2 separate regions of the Mus musculus genome follow, and region 2 is linked to region 1. A link is a contact called in public HiChIP or PLAC-seq data. All regions are on one chromosome and are shown on one strand. The core of a region is the stretch at or near the end of the contact, and the rest is flanking DNA. Distances in the headings are between cores, read along the strand shown. Region 1 holds the start of Evi5l (ecotropic viral integration site 5 like). Region 2 has its middle 19 kb from the start of Ccl25.

Region 1 (7,932 bases), core at 1,631-4,130:
TTTAGCAATTAAAGAGGTGGCTCGGTGATTAAGAGTACTTGCTGTATTCCACAGAACCTGTTTGCTTCACAGCCTTCAGGTAGGGTAGCTCACAGCAGCTTGTCCAACTGCAGAGGGGCCAATTACTTCTTCTGGCCTCTTCAGGTGACATGAAGACAAACTGAACTAATTTAAAAAAATTTTTTTAAAATAAAAGCTGGATTGCGGTGGTGCATTCGTTTAATCACATCACTTGGGAGGCAGAGTCAGGCAGATCCCTGTGAGTTCAATCCCAGCCTGGTATATAGAACAAGCTTCAGGACAGCCTGGGCTACATAGTAAGACCCTGTCTCAAAAAAAAAAAAAAAAGATAGATAGATAGATAGATAGAAACATATAGATAAGAAATTTTTAATTTTTTTTTCAAAATAATTTCACTGTACTAAGAGGCCAAAAGAGGCATAAGAGGATATCCTAGAACTGGAGTTACAGGTAGTTGTCAGCCACCAGATGTGGGTGCTGGGAAGTGAACTCAGGTCCTCTGTAAGAGCAATTATCAATCTTAACTCCCGACTGAACTGTTCAGGTGCCTATCCTCCTCTTTTGAGCCATGCTTCCATGTAACCTAGGCTGGCCTCAGAGTCACTGTGGAGCTGAGAACGGCCTCGAACTTGTCTTCCTGCCTTCACCTCCCTGAGCTGGGGACTACAGGTGTTTACTACTATATCTTTTTTTACCAACGTGCTAGGATCAAACCTGGGGCTTCGTGCATGTTAGTTAGGTAGGCACTCTACCAACTGAGCTGCATCCTCCGCAGGAGGTTGATTTCAACTTGATGCTGTTAAATAGCACAGCACACAAACGGGCTGTAGAAGAACTTTTCTTTCCTTTTCTTTTCTTTTCTTCTCTTTTTTTTTTTTAGATGAGGGAAAGGAATACAGAAATGTGGATGGAATGAGGTTTTCAATCACCTGAGTATTTAGTAATAGTCTAGTTTTTCTTAACAGTTTCAAAATTTTAATGGGGCAATATAGATAAAAGAGGGAGAGTGTATGAGATCAACACTATAATACACATCCATGCACTCTGGAAACTAAGGTAGGAAAATTCTGAGTTTGACACCAGTCAAATGCGCTGCGAGTTGGAAGCCAGCTTGAGCTGTGGTGAGACCCTATCTCATAAATTTTAAGCCGGGCGTGGTGGCGCTTGCCTTTAATCCCAGCACTCAGGAGGCAGAGGCAGGCAGATTTCTGAGTTCCAGGACAGCCTGGTCTACAGAGTGAGTTCCAGGACAGCCAGGGCTATACAGAGAAACCCTGTCTCAAAAAACAAAACAAAACAAAACAAAAACAAAAACAAAATTAAAAATTTAAAAATCCATGTGACTGTCAACTGTTAGTATCAAATAGAAGCCCTGACTATACAAAAGGTTAAGATCTCAAACCTTAGAAATCCTGACAGTCCCTATTCTGAATAGACTCCTCTGTTTCCCCTCGTGTCCCCCCCCCCCCCCCCCGATCTTCAGCCATCATGCTGAACTTTTTTGTAGCCTTTTGTGAATCAGGCTGTACTCCACTACTCATCAGTCTCCTCCAGAGGGGAACCACTCCCCCTGCTGAACCTATGATCTCAGCTTTCCTTCTATGACACATCCTTCCTTGCCCCACCCTGTCCAAGGCCCATAACCCACACCCTGGAGTCATCCTCTTCTCAAGTCTTGTAGCTGTCAATGATGGGTCATACATGCTCTCTGCCCTCACTTACTTATTAAAAGAATCTAGGATCTGGCCAAGGTGGTGAGTGGAAGGTGAAAAGTGGGAGGATCTGGAGTTCAAAGTCACCCTCTGCTACACAGAAAATTTTGAGGTCATCCTAAGACTACAATAGACTCTGTCTCAAAAATTAAAATAAAAAAAAAATAAAAACAAAGTGGAAGGAGAAAGGGGAGGAGGAAAAAAACGAGGACAAGGGGGAGTCGGCAAAAGAACCAAGGTCCCATTCATTCATTCATTCTTCAAGCCTTTAAAGCAGCTCTCACGTGTGCGGCTCTGGACCCAAAGGAGACCTGACACCCCCTCCGCCGCTCTATACCCCATCCCCGCCCCGCCCCGCCCCGTCCCAGGAGAGATAATGGTTGGGGCAAATGAAGGATGCAATCGGCGTTTTGATGCCAGATTCACCCAGCAAGGGTAGGACCTGACCTAACCACCCGGCCACCACAGAGATGCTGGCTCTGAAGAGAGGCCTTCTGCATACGCCCGATCTAAAACCCAAGCCAGGAGCCCGGCCCTTGTCTGGTCCCGCCTATCCTTGCACCGAGACACGCCTCCTCATTAACTCCTCCATTTCATTCAGCCCATGGCCTTAAGTCCTACCGCCCAGGACGCCAACCTCATTCCCAGTCTCACGACTCCATTGGTCAAATACAAGAGCCCGCCTTCCATCAGTGTCGCTGACTGCTTAGAAGTCAGGATCTCTTTCACAGCACACCCCTCCCATCTCAACAGTTACCAGGGACGAGGTTTGAAGAGCAGATAGTAATGGACGGCTCAGAACCTCTCATGATTGGGTAGAATTCCAGCTCTGGGCGGGGCTTAGTGCTTTCAGCTAAGGGTTGCTCAAGGCCTCAGCTTTCCTTCCGAGGCACACCTCTCGCCCATCACTATTAGTAGTTTAGGTGTCGATCAATATTATTACTTATTTTGATAGGTAAAATTAGATGTCCATCACAGATTCTCTCATTTCAATTCGCTCCTCTCCTCAGAGAACCGTAGCCAGGGTCCGCCTCACGGGGTGGCTATGGATTGGTCAGGTCTTATGTCATTCTTCTACAGTGGGCGGAGCCAAAGGCCTAAGGGGGCGGTGAATTGGTTGACTGGGCTGGGGGGCGGGGGGCGGGGCAGCGGCTCCTGTCAGCGGGTGAAATGGCAGTGGCGGAGCCAGCGACGGCCGCGGTCCCCGGGGGTGGCTGATTGAAAGGGGCCGGGCCGCGGGGTTTGCGGGACCCTCGAGCAGACGTGACCGTGGGTCGGGGCATCGGACGACACAGCGCAGGGACAGCGAGGCTCGGCGCGGCGATGGAGGCGCTCTCGGCGCAGGTAGGGCGGCCCGAACCGGGCCTCTTCTCCTTGGGGGCGTCAGTGCTGCGGGGCCCCGCGGGGAAGCCAAACCAGGAGCGTGACCTGGGGTCGCCTCGCCTCCAGAATCCACGCTGGGAGCCTTGGCATTCCCAGTCCCGGACCCTGGAACTCCGGCCTCCGCCCACCCTCCTTCCCGATCCCCTCAGGATCCCTCCCAGGGCTCCTAAGACCCAGTGTCTCTTCGCGACGTCCCCCACAGGCTCAGGACCTCTGTACATCTTTCCCAAGACTCCTCTGTTAGAATCTGTCCAGGGCTTCCCCATCCCCCAGTCTGCAGACCTGCCCCCCCCCACACACACACACCATGAGCGTCTCCTTTCCAATCCACAACCACCACCACCACCACCCCGAGTCCCAGGACCCCTCCCATCTGCACATCTCTTGCCTTTACATCCCCCTAAACCTCCCACTTGGCTTCCTGTCTTCTGTGTCTGGCCTACACCCTCATCCTCTCCAAGGAGACCAAGATCAGAGCCCTATACTCTTTCTTTCTGACTCCACAGAAACCCATGCCTCACCTCTTAAACGGAAAGATTCCCAACTGAATCCAGAGACATCAGCTCAGCCTGCTCACTTGGCACCCCTCCTGCTCAAGGGCTCCAATAAAAACAAAAACAAAAAAAACATCACTTCTAGTCTTCTGAGAAGACTATACACTGTTGCTGATCTTGAGCCATCTAGATGGCATCTTCCTGAAGAAATGAACACTCAGGACTTCCCAAAAGACCAAAAGATAGTGCTGAATCCCATCCCCCATAGACACACCCTCCCCATCCATCTTTCTGATACAGAGTGGGGTCATTTAGATACCCCTAAATATACAGGAACCTAAGGGCCCAACCCAGACCCAGGCCCATGAGTGCTCTCCCCCCCCCATCTCTCTCTCTCTCTCTCTCTCTCTCTCTCACACACACACACACACACACACACACACACATGAGAACTTCTATACACCTTCTTGAGCCCAGTACCCTCAACAGACCTCCTAACTCAGACAAAAGACAGAAGATTGTGAGGTGGCAAGCTCTGTCCCCAGCACCTAGCCTGTCCCTTCCACCCCATTCTCTTTGAGTTGGGACTCCAGGGCGTGTCAGGGCCTAAGATCTACCTACCACAAATCTCTCCCCCCCCTCTCTCTTTCTTATCCTTTTTAATAGGAAGGACATTCTTTCCTACACCAGTGTCCCAAAAGGAACCAGTGCCCATCTCCAAATCAATGGCACCTCCCTATACATACCATGGGGAGTGAGATCTTCCAGCGGCTCCTGGCCCCAATCCTAAAGTCTGACCAGACTGGTAGGACCAGCATCCTTGAGCCTATGGCATCTGTTGGCCTCAGATGATATAGACAGTGCTGCCATCTAAGGTGCTCATCAAGGCCAGTTTCTGAGAGCCCTGTGAGTTCTTTTACCCACCACCAATGTTTGGTCAAAATAAAACAGCTTCCTCCTAGCATGTGGGATCTGCTCAGACTGGGTCAGACCTGCCAAAAGCAAGCACCTCTTTAAGGAATATTTTCAGAAGGGTTAAAATGTGAAGAAGACAGGGGGGGTGTGTGTGAAAGGATGAGTGCTCTGATTGACAACCCCCTCTGCTTGACACCCCCACTCCCATATACACCACTCCCAGCCAATCTGTCATTAAGCCAGACTCCCCACATCCCTCACTCTTCATGGTTGTATTGTATTGGTTCTCCCTACCAATTCTGCCCCACAGCTCCCATCCTAGGGTCCCACCTGTGGGTTCCCTCTGGATTCCTGCGGTTGACTGTGGTGGTTTGGAAGGGATCACAGGTAGCTTGGCCCCGGCACAAGACAGAGAGGAAAGAAGAGATTGCAGAACTGGCTGTAGTTGTAGAACTAGGGAGTGTAAAGGAGAATCCAGAACAAACCAGCTCCTAACAAGCATTTGGTTATGCCTGGAAAGACCCAGATAAAAAGCCTAGGTTTCCTTGTAGAATATTTACAAACAAATTCTGAACAGATTTGAATAAAAAAAAAAAACTCATCTTGGCTTAGAACTTCAACTTCTCCATCTGGAAAATGGGGGTTGGGGGAAAAAGCCCTTAGAATAGTAGTATTCTGCTGCAGTCAAGCCAGTTAGATTAGGGTGTGGCCTAATGTGTTTCCTGGGAGCAGTGAGGTTTAGCAGAACAGTGGGGTTTAGCAGAACAGACCCCACACACACCTAGCAAAGTTGGTATTGTCACTGGCCCTGATGATCCCTGTCTTCAGTGGATAGTAGCCATATCTGAAGGACTTAGCCATCTTGCAGGAAGCTGGCTTAAATCAGGGCTGAAAGAATGAAGAAAAAAGATGATCTGTTGTGGGACTTGTAGTCATGCAGGCATCTTCTGGAAGGACTGAGGACATGGGGAACTAACTACTGGCAGCCCTCCTGATGGACACAAGATAGAAGTTTATCATGTCCATTTGAGAGCAAGAGTGCATGAAAAGACTTGAAGGTCATGTGGCACATGAGAAGCTGCAAGACCTCCCCCCACTCCCCAGGGGACTTTGCACAGATGGACACAGCGGGTTAGAAAGGGCCCCTGGGATAGACTGTGAACTCTGTAGAAAGTACAAGAAGGCTTTAAGTCTTTGAGTAGAGCCAACACAGCTTTGCTGTAGCCTGGGGATATAGATACATTGTCTTTTGTGTCTGTGCTTTGATAGGTACTAGTAGATCAGAAACAAGTCTTGTAGAATGTCAAGTCAGTGTTTATGGGTGATAACCCCACTGTGCCCAGGGAATTGACTCAGATGGCCTGTATCTAAAGCCTGCACAGCCAGCTTGAGGAAGAGTTAGACCCAGAAGCACACATTGATTGAGCTCTTGTCTTGTGTTCACTATGCCAAACATCATTTGCATATCATCTCATTTAATCCTCTGAGCGACCGACCGAAAGGAGCCAGTGTTCCAGTGTGTTCCTTTGCTATCACATGCTGCTGCTGCTGCTGCTGCTGCAGTAGGAATGCAGGAGACAGAGTTACTTACACTGCCGTAAGAGCTCTGAGAAAGGACGTCCAGGAAGGTGTGACAGGGATGACTTATGGATGCAGTCACCAGGCAGGCGTGGCAGGTTAGGGTGTCCCAGAAGTACTTGGACAGGGGCTGGGCACCAGCATAGTTCTTTCATGGGATGCGTGAGTGACTTCTAGGGATGGACAGATGGATGGATGAGCTTTACCCTTTAGGCCAGCGTCTACCAAATGTGATCCATATGACAGTACAGACCATCAGGCACTCATGGTCAAAAAGGGATCTGAGATTGGGAAAATTGGGAGAAGGTACAAACCATACCATCTCCAGGAAAGCCAAAGTCAAGCACTAGAAAGAAGGAAGTTGTTGAGAGCTAACATGCTCCCTGTGTCCACACCCCAGTTGGAGAAGATACCATCCCTCAGAGGAACGTTTCCAATGCTCCTTTGGCATATTTTGCCTGCACTTTAATGTCTGTTCTTAACATGTATCCATGTGCTTGTGAAACATTTTGTTTGTAGGGGACATGGTAGGTGTATGTGTTAATATTTCACATATGAGTGAACGCATGTGTGTGCGTGTACATGTGGAGTCCAGGGGTCAGCCGTGAGTGTCATTCCTCAGAATATGTATTAAGCTGTCATGTAGGTACTGGGAATCAAGCCCTGGTTCTCTGCAAGAGCTGCCAGTGCTCTTAACCACTGAGCCATATCTCCAGACTCTGTCCACCTTGTTTTTTGAAAGAGGTCTCTCAGCTGGGTGGTGGTTGGTGCATGCTGGTTTGTCCCAGAACTCAGGAAGCAGAGGCAGGAGTTCAAGGCCAGCCTGTTCTACAGAGCCAGTTTAAGGACAGCCAGGGCTACATAGAGAAACCCTCTCTTGGCCGGGGCAAGGGGGGGTTAAAAAAAGAAATCAGTCTCTCACTAGGCCCCAGGGACCCTCTTGCCCCTGCTTCCCTGGCACTGGTATTACAAGCATACACCACTGTGCATGACTTTTTACATGGATGCTAGGCCTCCAACTCAAGTCCTCATGCTTTTATGGAAAGTACTGGCCTATCTCCCTGGCCCTATGAAATAATATTAAGTAGTTGGTTTTTGCCTGTGTGTATGTATGATGTACTTGTATGTTCTGTACATGTGCACAATTGTCTGTGAAGATGCACTTCCCTGTGGAGGGCAGAGTGTCTTCCTCTATTGCTCTCCACTTTCATCTAGTAGCACAGGATCTCTTGCTGAGCCTGCAGCTCTCCAGTTTGTCTAGTTAGCCAGCTTGCCTAGAGATCTCCAGTCTCTGTCTCCCGAATCTTGAATTACAGATGACTGCCATCCCTTCTCTGCTTTTTTATTTTTAATAATTTTTATGTGTGTCCCTGTTTGACCTACATGTATGTCTATGCATTTTGTGCAATGCCCACAGCTAAAAGAGGACATTAGACCCTCTGAAATTAGAGTTACAGACAGTTGTGAGTCTCAGTGTGGCTGCTGGGATTTGAACCTGAGACCTGTGCAAGAGCACAAGTGCTCTTAACTACTGAACCATTTCTGCAGCCCCTCCTGCTCATCTTTGACCTGGCTTCTGTGAGTCCAAACACTACTTTTACAACCAACACTTTATCTATGGAGCATTTCCACAGACCCCCTCCCAATGAAATCCTTTCACTGGTACCTGTCTCCCACACAACCTGTAAGCAAGTCTCATGAAAGGAGGGTGCCTATCTATTCTCCAGTATCTGTATCTATTCACAGGTGAATCCCAGATTCACATAGCAGTTTCTCAGTAAAATGTGTTTGATTTTACAAGCTAATGGGCTTCCCTCCCTCAGCCATTT
Region 2 (7,932 bases), core at 4,066-6,565, 200 kb after region 1:
CACCAGAAGCTATCTGGAGTCTGAAATGGAAAACACACACACATGTCAGTTAATTTTAAAATGTCTTGGCTACCTCAAAGGCTGGGCACTCCTAAATTTTCTTCTGCTACCCCAGGCCAAATCGGGGAAGTAACCAATGGCTACCCACTCAAATTCTCACATGGCTGATTGACTTTATCTCCTGCAGCTCCTATGTCCATCTGTCCATCCATCTTACAGTTGTCGCCTATCATCTCCCGCCACTTCATGGCGATCCTTTCTCCTCCCCACTGCATAATAGCCCGAGCAACTATAAGGGTCCCACCCTATCTACCTTTGCACAGCTATTGGCTGCTGACATCTTTATTGATAGATCAAAAAATCAATTGGGGATAAGGACCTTTAGCATTTGGAAACTCAGTCCAGATTGAATCAAAGCATTAGAACCAATCTCCAACGTGGGCTCTCTTCTTTCACTTTGAGATCTGGGGATGGACCTCATATAGTCTTGTATGGCAGACACTTTTATCTGCCAAACCATCTTGTAATTTTGCCAGCCCTTGGTCTAATTTTTTTAAGCCAGGGTCTCACTGAGTAGCCCTGGCTAAACTGGAATTTGCTATGTAGACCAGGGTGGTCTTGAACCTACAGAGATATGCTCACCTCTGTTTCTTTCCTCCTTTTCCGAGACAGGGTTTCTCTGTGTAGCCCTGGCTGTCCTGGAACTCACTCTGTAGACCAGGCTGGCCTTGAACTCAGAAATCCACCTGCCTCTGTCTCCCAAGTGCTGGGATTAAAGGCATGCACCACCACTGCCCTGCCTCACCTCTGTTTCTTAAGTGCTGGGACTAAAGGTATGGACACCACATCAGTCAAGGGCCAAATTTTTGTTTTGCTTTATTGAGACAGGGTTCTTCTGTGTAGCTCTGACTGCCCTGCCACTCTGTAGACTAGGCTGACCTCAAACTCACAGAGATCTGCCTGCCTCGTCCTCCAGAGTGCTGAGACTAAAGGGTTGTACCACCACTCTCAGCTGTAAAGGTAATTCTTGGGCAGTTTTCTATGCCAAGCCCCCTTGTTCTCAAATGACAGCTAGGCATTTCTACACTTGCTCTAGCCTGTTTTAGCTCCCAAATAAAGACACAGAGACCTGGTACTTTTATTAACAAGCTGCAAGACTAAGCTGGGCCAGTTTCGAGCAATTCTAACTGAATTAGGCTGCTAATACCTAGATAAATGCCCCACTACTTACTATGGTTTTGCTCTGGCTAGCTCTGGTCAATGTGTGTCCTCATGGCTGCTCTCTCATTGAGATTTCAGGGCAAATTCTCCCTCCTTATGGTCTCACTACACCTTCCTCTTCTCGAGGTATTCTCTCATTCTGGTTTGTCTAGGACCCCTCCCCCTACTGGGATTGGAAATTCTGCACTATTCTCTTTTGCCCAGCTAATTGGCTGATCAGCCCTTTATTAAACCAAGCAGGAGGTGATAGAGAAGAATGTTTACAAAGCACTTCATAAAAATAACAATACCAAAGTCTAGCCTGTGCTCAACTCCCTGTCTCTACAGGTACAGAAATCAGCACGTGAATAACACAACGCCAACCTTTACCCAGTGCACAAGGCTATCCTCCAACCCCCAGCTAAGGTCCAAATCTTAACCTCAGTGCCTGTGCTGAAGTTTTCTTTGTTTGTCTGTAACATGGGGGTCATTGTGCTTGCTGTGTCCAGATTCTAATGGATAAGCAGGATCTACATAACGGAAGAAGCTTTCTGCAGCCCTAATGGGTTGCCCAGAGGTCACTGGGTCAGACCTGGAGCAAGGATAGAGCTCTGGGGACAGGCACTAGAGACCTGAAGGTAAAGGTTCTGTTTCCATCAGTATTTGGGAATTGTGCTGTTTTGAACGAGAATGACCTTCCAAAGACTCAAAAAGTTGGTCCCTAGTTATAGAACTGTTTGGGAAGGATTAGGAGATATGGCCTTTGTGGAGGACATGTGTCACTGTGTCACTGGGGTCAGGTTTTGTGGTTTCAAAAGATTCAGCCTTTCTGAGTGTGTTCTCTGCCTCCTGCCTTCTCAGAAGTTCCTGCTGGCCTGACTTTGCTGTCAACACGGAATCTATTTTCCTATTTTAGTAAGTTGTTCTATTGTTGTGAAGACACACCATGACCACAGCACCTTTTTATCAGAGAACACATTTAACTGCGGTTTGCTTACAGTTTCAGAAGTTTAGCCCATTATCATCAGGATGGGGAGCATGGTGGCACATGGGCAGACATGGTGCTGGAGAAGAGCTGAGAGTTCTATATGTAGATCTGCAGGCAGCAGGAAGAGAGTGCCACTGGGCCTGGCTTGGGCTTTTAAATCCTTCAAGCTCCCCCCTCCCCTTGACAAATTTCCTCCAACAAGGCCACACCCACTTCAACAAGGCTACACCTCCTAATGCATCTCAAGTAGTGCCATTCCCTGTTGACTAAGCATTCAAATATATGAGCCCACAGGGCCACTCTCATTCAAACCAATACACCTCCCAAACCATAAATTCGAGAAGGTTGAAACAAGCAGCCTGGTCTACAAAGTGAGTTCAGGCCAGCCAGGGATACAGAAGTGAGGTCCTACGTAAAACAACAGGAGCAACAACAAATTCTTCTAAAAACTAAAAAGATCTAGGGATATAGATGGTTTGGGAGGTGTATTGGTTTGAATGAGAGTGGCCCTGTGGGCTCATATATTTGAATGCTTAGTCAACAGGGAATGGCACTACTTGAGATGCATTAGGAGGTGTAGCCTTGTTGAAGTGGGTGTGGCCTTGTTGAAGTGGGTGTGGCCTTGTTGGAGGAAATTTGTCAAGGGGAGGGGGGACCTTGAAGGATTCAGTGGTAGAATGCTAACCTAGGAACTCTAAGGTAAAACTGTGCTTGATTCCTGCCACCACCCAAAGAACAACACAGCAACATAAGCATACAGAAAAAAACCCAAAACCAAAACAAATGTTTTCTTTGTAGAGAGCACCCTTGGTGGTTTGGAGCCAACCTTCAGGACATAGAGTAATTCTGAACACACATGTAATCCTCACCACACTCCCACTCATCACAAAATTTTAGGCTCTAGCTCATGTAGTATGTGATCTCAGCAAGCTCCCATACATCCCCATACACAGAGACCTCAGTTTCCATATAATACTGCTTCCCTAAAATAGGCTTGCTGGGGCCAAATAAACTAGTGTTTGAGAGATGCACCCAAGCTGCCGAGAGAGCTCATGTTGTGATGCATATTCCAGGCACTGAGCCAGAGCCGGGCACGGTGATTGACAGCATAGCTGCCGGTACAGCTGCCCGATCCGATCCTGGCCGTGTGGCTTAATGTCTCTGAGCATCCGTTTTTCATCAAGTGGAGACTCTGAATACTTGCCTGTTCTCCAGAATTTCAAACAGCAAACAAGCGAACACCCGAGAAACCATCACAACTCTGAGAGGCTGCCACCGACAGCCTGGTTTGGGGTTGTGCCAGACGTACAGAGGTGTGAAAGTCCCCCTCTTTCCTAAGTCAGGAGATAAAGAACACTATTGCTGAAGGCCAGGTACTCCTGGGGCTACCGAAGACCAGCTTGGATCCTCCAGGTTCCCTAGACAGGAGTCATGTGTGTCCTGTAGGAGGTAACATCTACTTATTTAAGAGCACACAGGCAGATTTAACCCCAGGCTTACACAGACTAGGTTCATCTGAGGTCATAGTGTAATGTTCTAGTCTTCCTGAGTTTTGAAGTTCGACTTGGTCAGCCATTGCATGCCCTGCACCCCCTCCCCCAATCAGTTCTTCTCAGTGCCAGAATCTTCACTTTCAGATTCACTTTCAGGCATGGGAGCCCAGGTACATTAAAGTTTTTCTTCTCTACAGCAGTTGTAATTGGACTGTTAGCCACAAGGCGTGGCTTGCTGACCCCGGTTGGCCCTGAGCTCCTGCTATACTCACTGCCTCCAGCTGGTATTTCCCTGGTCTTGGTCTCCCATGGCCTAGCTAAAGGGTGCTGAGGCCATCCAGGTGATTAATTCAGAAGAAATCTTGATAGTTGCTTCTGACAATAACATAGCCGGTATGGCCTTACAGACTTTCAAGAGCGGGCCAAAATTCCAAGATATGCTTGACCTGGCCCAGGTGTGAGATGTACAGGGTCAAGGGTTCTTCTGTGTCAAGGGTGACTGGGTTCACCTAGGGGGATGGAACTGTTAGGTGAGTTGTTGGAGACTGTGTAAATAAGGATGGAAGAGGGTAGGGGACTAAATTTTCATGTATGCTTGATTCTTGGCTTTGTCTAGTCATCTATTCACAAGGCCAAGGTCAGCTAAGGATGAGGACATAGCAGCAAAGGCTAACCCTCGTTCTTTGATAAAAAACAAACAAGCAAACAAACATGAGAGACTGAGAAGATGCCTCAATTAATAAAATGCTTGATGTGCATGCCTGAAGATCCGAGTTCAGATCCCTAGTTCCCATGTAAAAGGCTGAATGTAGTGATACATGCCTATTTTCACTGGAGGGGGAGACAGGAGGGTTCAAAGGGCTTGCTGGCTGGTGGTATAGTCAAATGGTAAGCTCCAGGTTTATTGAGCAACCTTCTCTCAAAAAATGGAGTAGAACAGGGTCCACCAGATGGCTCAGCAGGTAGACCCTTTGCTACACATACCTGAAGTCCTAAGTTTGATTCCCTGGAACCACGTGGTGGAAGGAGAGAGAATTAATCCCTACAAGCTGCTCACTGACTTCCACATCCACGTTGTGTTTATGTCTGCGTACATAGATACAATCACCACCACTACCACCAAATAAAAGTAGTAAAGAAAAGAGAGGAAGAAAATAAGACAATGATGTTCACTTCTTGTTTTCAGATGTGGTATATATCCATGAAAACATACACACACACACACACACACACACACACACAGGACACTCAGATATACCAAAAATAACACACACACACACACACACAGGACACTCAGATATACCAAAAATAACACACACAAACACACACACACACACACACACACACACACACACACACACACACACACAGAGCAGTTAAGGGATCAGATGCTTGCCTTGAAGGCCCAGCAAGCAAGTCAGGCAGATAATAATCAGGCTCTAGAGCCCTAACGTGATTCAGAGGCAGCCCAGCTGATTGGTCTTATAAGCAAGGGTCTTTTTTTTTTTTTTTAATTCCCAAAAAAGTATGTTTCCAAAACTTGCCAGAATCTGTGGAGTTACAGAGAAGGTATCCAGCTAGGACAGAAAGAGAGCAAGGAGTGGCTTCAGAAGTGGCTTCCGCTGGCTTCCAATGTACTTCCTGTATCTGGCTGTCTTTGAGAGGACTCTGTGTGTAGATGACAAACCTTTCTTTATTTGAACTCTTCTGAAGTGCCTTCATGGTTCTGGCAGCTGGGCAATGGACCTCCACAGCAGGCCACCCCAGGCTGGATGATGTATCTAATTCTACAAAGGGTTATCTGTGCTTACTTTCCCCCCCACTGTGGGCCCTGCTGTGCCTGTGTCCTTTCATTTATATGCTTGTGGACTGATCTGGTGTTACATTTCAGAGAAAGCTATTTCAGTCTCTGCCCTTGCTTTAGGGAAGTCTCTTTGCTGAGGAGCGTGGCTCAGATGTATGCTCTTACTGACACCTCTTGGAAGCAGTGGGCATTACAGGCAAAACCACTGCAATACCCCCCACTCCACAGCATGCTGTGTCTGTCCACTTCAGGATCCTTGGCAACCATTCCGCCCTCACTGAAAACTAAAGGCCAGCAGCACAGCAACAAATAGCAGTAAATGTGGAAGTTGGTGTGCACATACACATGTGCCCACTGGGATGCATGAATCTATATGAGTATGGTAACCATGTGAGTATAGCTAGCTCTTCATGTGCACAAACATAGTCAACCCTCTCTATCCACAGATTCTGCATCCTCATATTCAATTGTCTATCAAAGGAACTCAGACGTTAACTCTGAATAGGCAAATAGCCCTGATGGAAGATTAGGAGTGGGAAGGTGGTTGTTGACATATGGACTCCATTTTGATACAACACAGAGAGGGGACTTAGTTATTCACCGAAAGGGAACAAGAAGGGATTAGGTTGACTATGGTGGTGCAGATTGTAAGGAAAAACTAGTACTGGAAGAACTGGATAGCAAAGATGAAATAACACAGAGGCTAGGAGATAGCTCAGTTGGTAAAGTGTCAATCAAATGTAAGAATTAGAGTTTGACACCCAGCACTCAGTAGAAAAATGCCAGGTGTGGTGGCACAAATGTATAATCCAAGTTCTGGGAAATGGAGATCCCAGGATCCCTGGAGGTCACTGGCAAACCAGTCTAGCTTAATTGGCAAATCCTAGGTGTCTCAACCAGAAATACTGCATGAACACATAACAAACAACACAACCAACCACCAGCCCAAGGTGGATGACTCCTGAGGATGGATACTTGAAGTTAACCTCTGGCCTCCACGTATATGTGCACCTGTATGTGAGTGCAGGTAAGATGGGAGGCCATACAGAGGGTGGCTCTGTGACCTAAGCACTTAAAATCTCTAACTCCCATGGGGAAGGGGAAGGACAATCCTGGCCCTGTGGTGGTTCCATTCGGGCCCTGCCCTCCACTTCACCTTTAGAGAATAAGCCATCTCCAACAAATCCTGGTTGGCAGGTGCAGTGGTAAGAGCTCAGGGCATGGAGGCAGTCAGCCTTTGGGCCACAACAATGCTGTTAGATGGCACATTCATCCAGGTCTGCAGCAAATAAAGCAAGGATCCCCCAGCGTGTGCACTGAGAGACTGTGGGGAGGCTGACTCTCTGATCATGGGGACCCTACACGGTCCCCATAAACTATCTTCTAGACTCCCCACCTTTACCCTGACTTACCTTTGGCCTACTTCTTCCACATTGCCGCAATCTTCTACCTCTAGGTCTATTTCTCAAGTATTCTCTTTGTCAAGCGATACATGATTGCATGTTTCTCCACAGAGCTTGTACAGCACTGAGTGGTCTCATGGGAACCTAGAGTTGATCATGATGATGTGTCAATGTAACAGAGGTAGAAGTTGATACTGGGTGTCTTTCTCATCACTTCCTACTTCGTTTATTAGTGTAAGGATTTACAGCTGAACCCAGAGTTCATAGGCTAGTGTAGATAGATAGCTTGCTCCAGAGTTCCTCTATGTAGCCTCTCTGGTGCTACGATTAATTGGGAGCATCTATTTACATGTAGGTTTCACTGAGCCATCTTTCCAGACCAGCTTTATTTATTAGTATTATTTTTGTATTCACTTTACATCCTGATCAAAGCCCCCTCCCTCCTCTCTTCCCATTCTCACCCTTACAAATCCTTCCCCCTATTCCCCATCCATTCTTCTAAGAGAAGGAGCTTTCCCCTTGGGCAAGCCACCTCATCCTGGGATATCTAGTGTCAGCAGGACTAGGCATAACCTCTCCCACTGAACCCCAACCCGGCAGGCCAGGTAGGGGGAAGGAGATCCAATGGCAGGGAACAAAGACCTAGACAGCCTGTACTCTGCTTGTTAGGGGACCCGAATGAAGTCCACGCTGCACATTTGCTACAAATGTGTAGGGAGTCAAGGTCCAGTATCTTAATTAGACTTCACATTATTTTTATTTTGAGACAGGGTCTCTCATTGAACGTAGATCTTGAAGACTCAGCTAGATTAGCTGGCCCATGAGCCCCCCAGGACCCACCTGCTCTGCATGACACTACACCTGGCTTTTTACATATGCCCTCATGCTTGAACGGCAGGCATTTTACCCACTGAGCCATCTCCCCAACCCACAGAGCATTTTCAAAGGCAAACAAACAAACCCAAGAAGAGCCATTAGGGTCCATCAGCTTCTGACTAGGGAAAGACAGCTCATAACGGGGCAGCAAATAGGTTGAAGGGCCTA

The links. HiChIP or PLAC-seq counts read pairs in DNA pulled down with a chosen protein or histone mark.
Region 2: a RAD21 HiChIP or PLAC-seq map of pro-B cells shows a contact between it and region 1, with 6 times the contacts expected there. The contact joins the enhancer-like site here to the promoter of Evi5l in region 1. A contact is called at or near these places in 8 of 39 promoter capture datasets (the C10 cell line, the HPC-7 cell line, embryonic stem cells and 2 more), 3 of 15 datasets of contacts at CTCF or cohesin (CD8 T cells, large pre-B cells and pro-B cells), 5 of 484 Hi-C or Micro-C datasets (B cells, bone marrow-derived macrophages, embryonic stem cells and 1 more), 15 of 115 datasets of contacts at active chromatin or transcription factors (Th17 cells, bone marrow-derived macrophages, embryonic stem cells and 4 more) and 3 of 9 other capture datasets (adipose tissue, embryonic stem cells and liver).

Annotation. Positions count from the first base shown.
Region 1 is chr8:4,163,687-4,171,618 of GRCm38.p6, forward strand. Evi5l (ecotropic viral integration site 5 like) reads left to right here and starts at 2,881. Exons shown (of 20, transcript NM_001346730.2): 1 at 2,881-3,077. All of the region lies in intron 4 of 4932443L11Rik (a long non-coding RNA gene), which reads right to left.
Region 2 is chr8:4,364,721-4,372,652 of GRCm38.p6, forward strand. It overlaps the pseudogene Gm7434. Among named protein-coding and RNA genes, the nearest start is that of Ccl25, 19 kb to the left of the region's middle. Within about 2 kb of position 5,316, at least 47 of the 459 cell types and tissues checked have an H3K27ac peak or open chromatin away from gene starts, as enhancers often do. A contact at or near this core is called in pro-B cells, where this site is marked.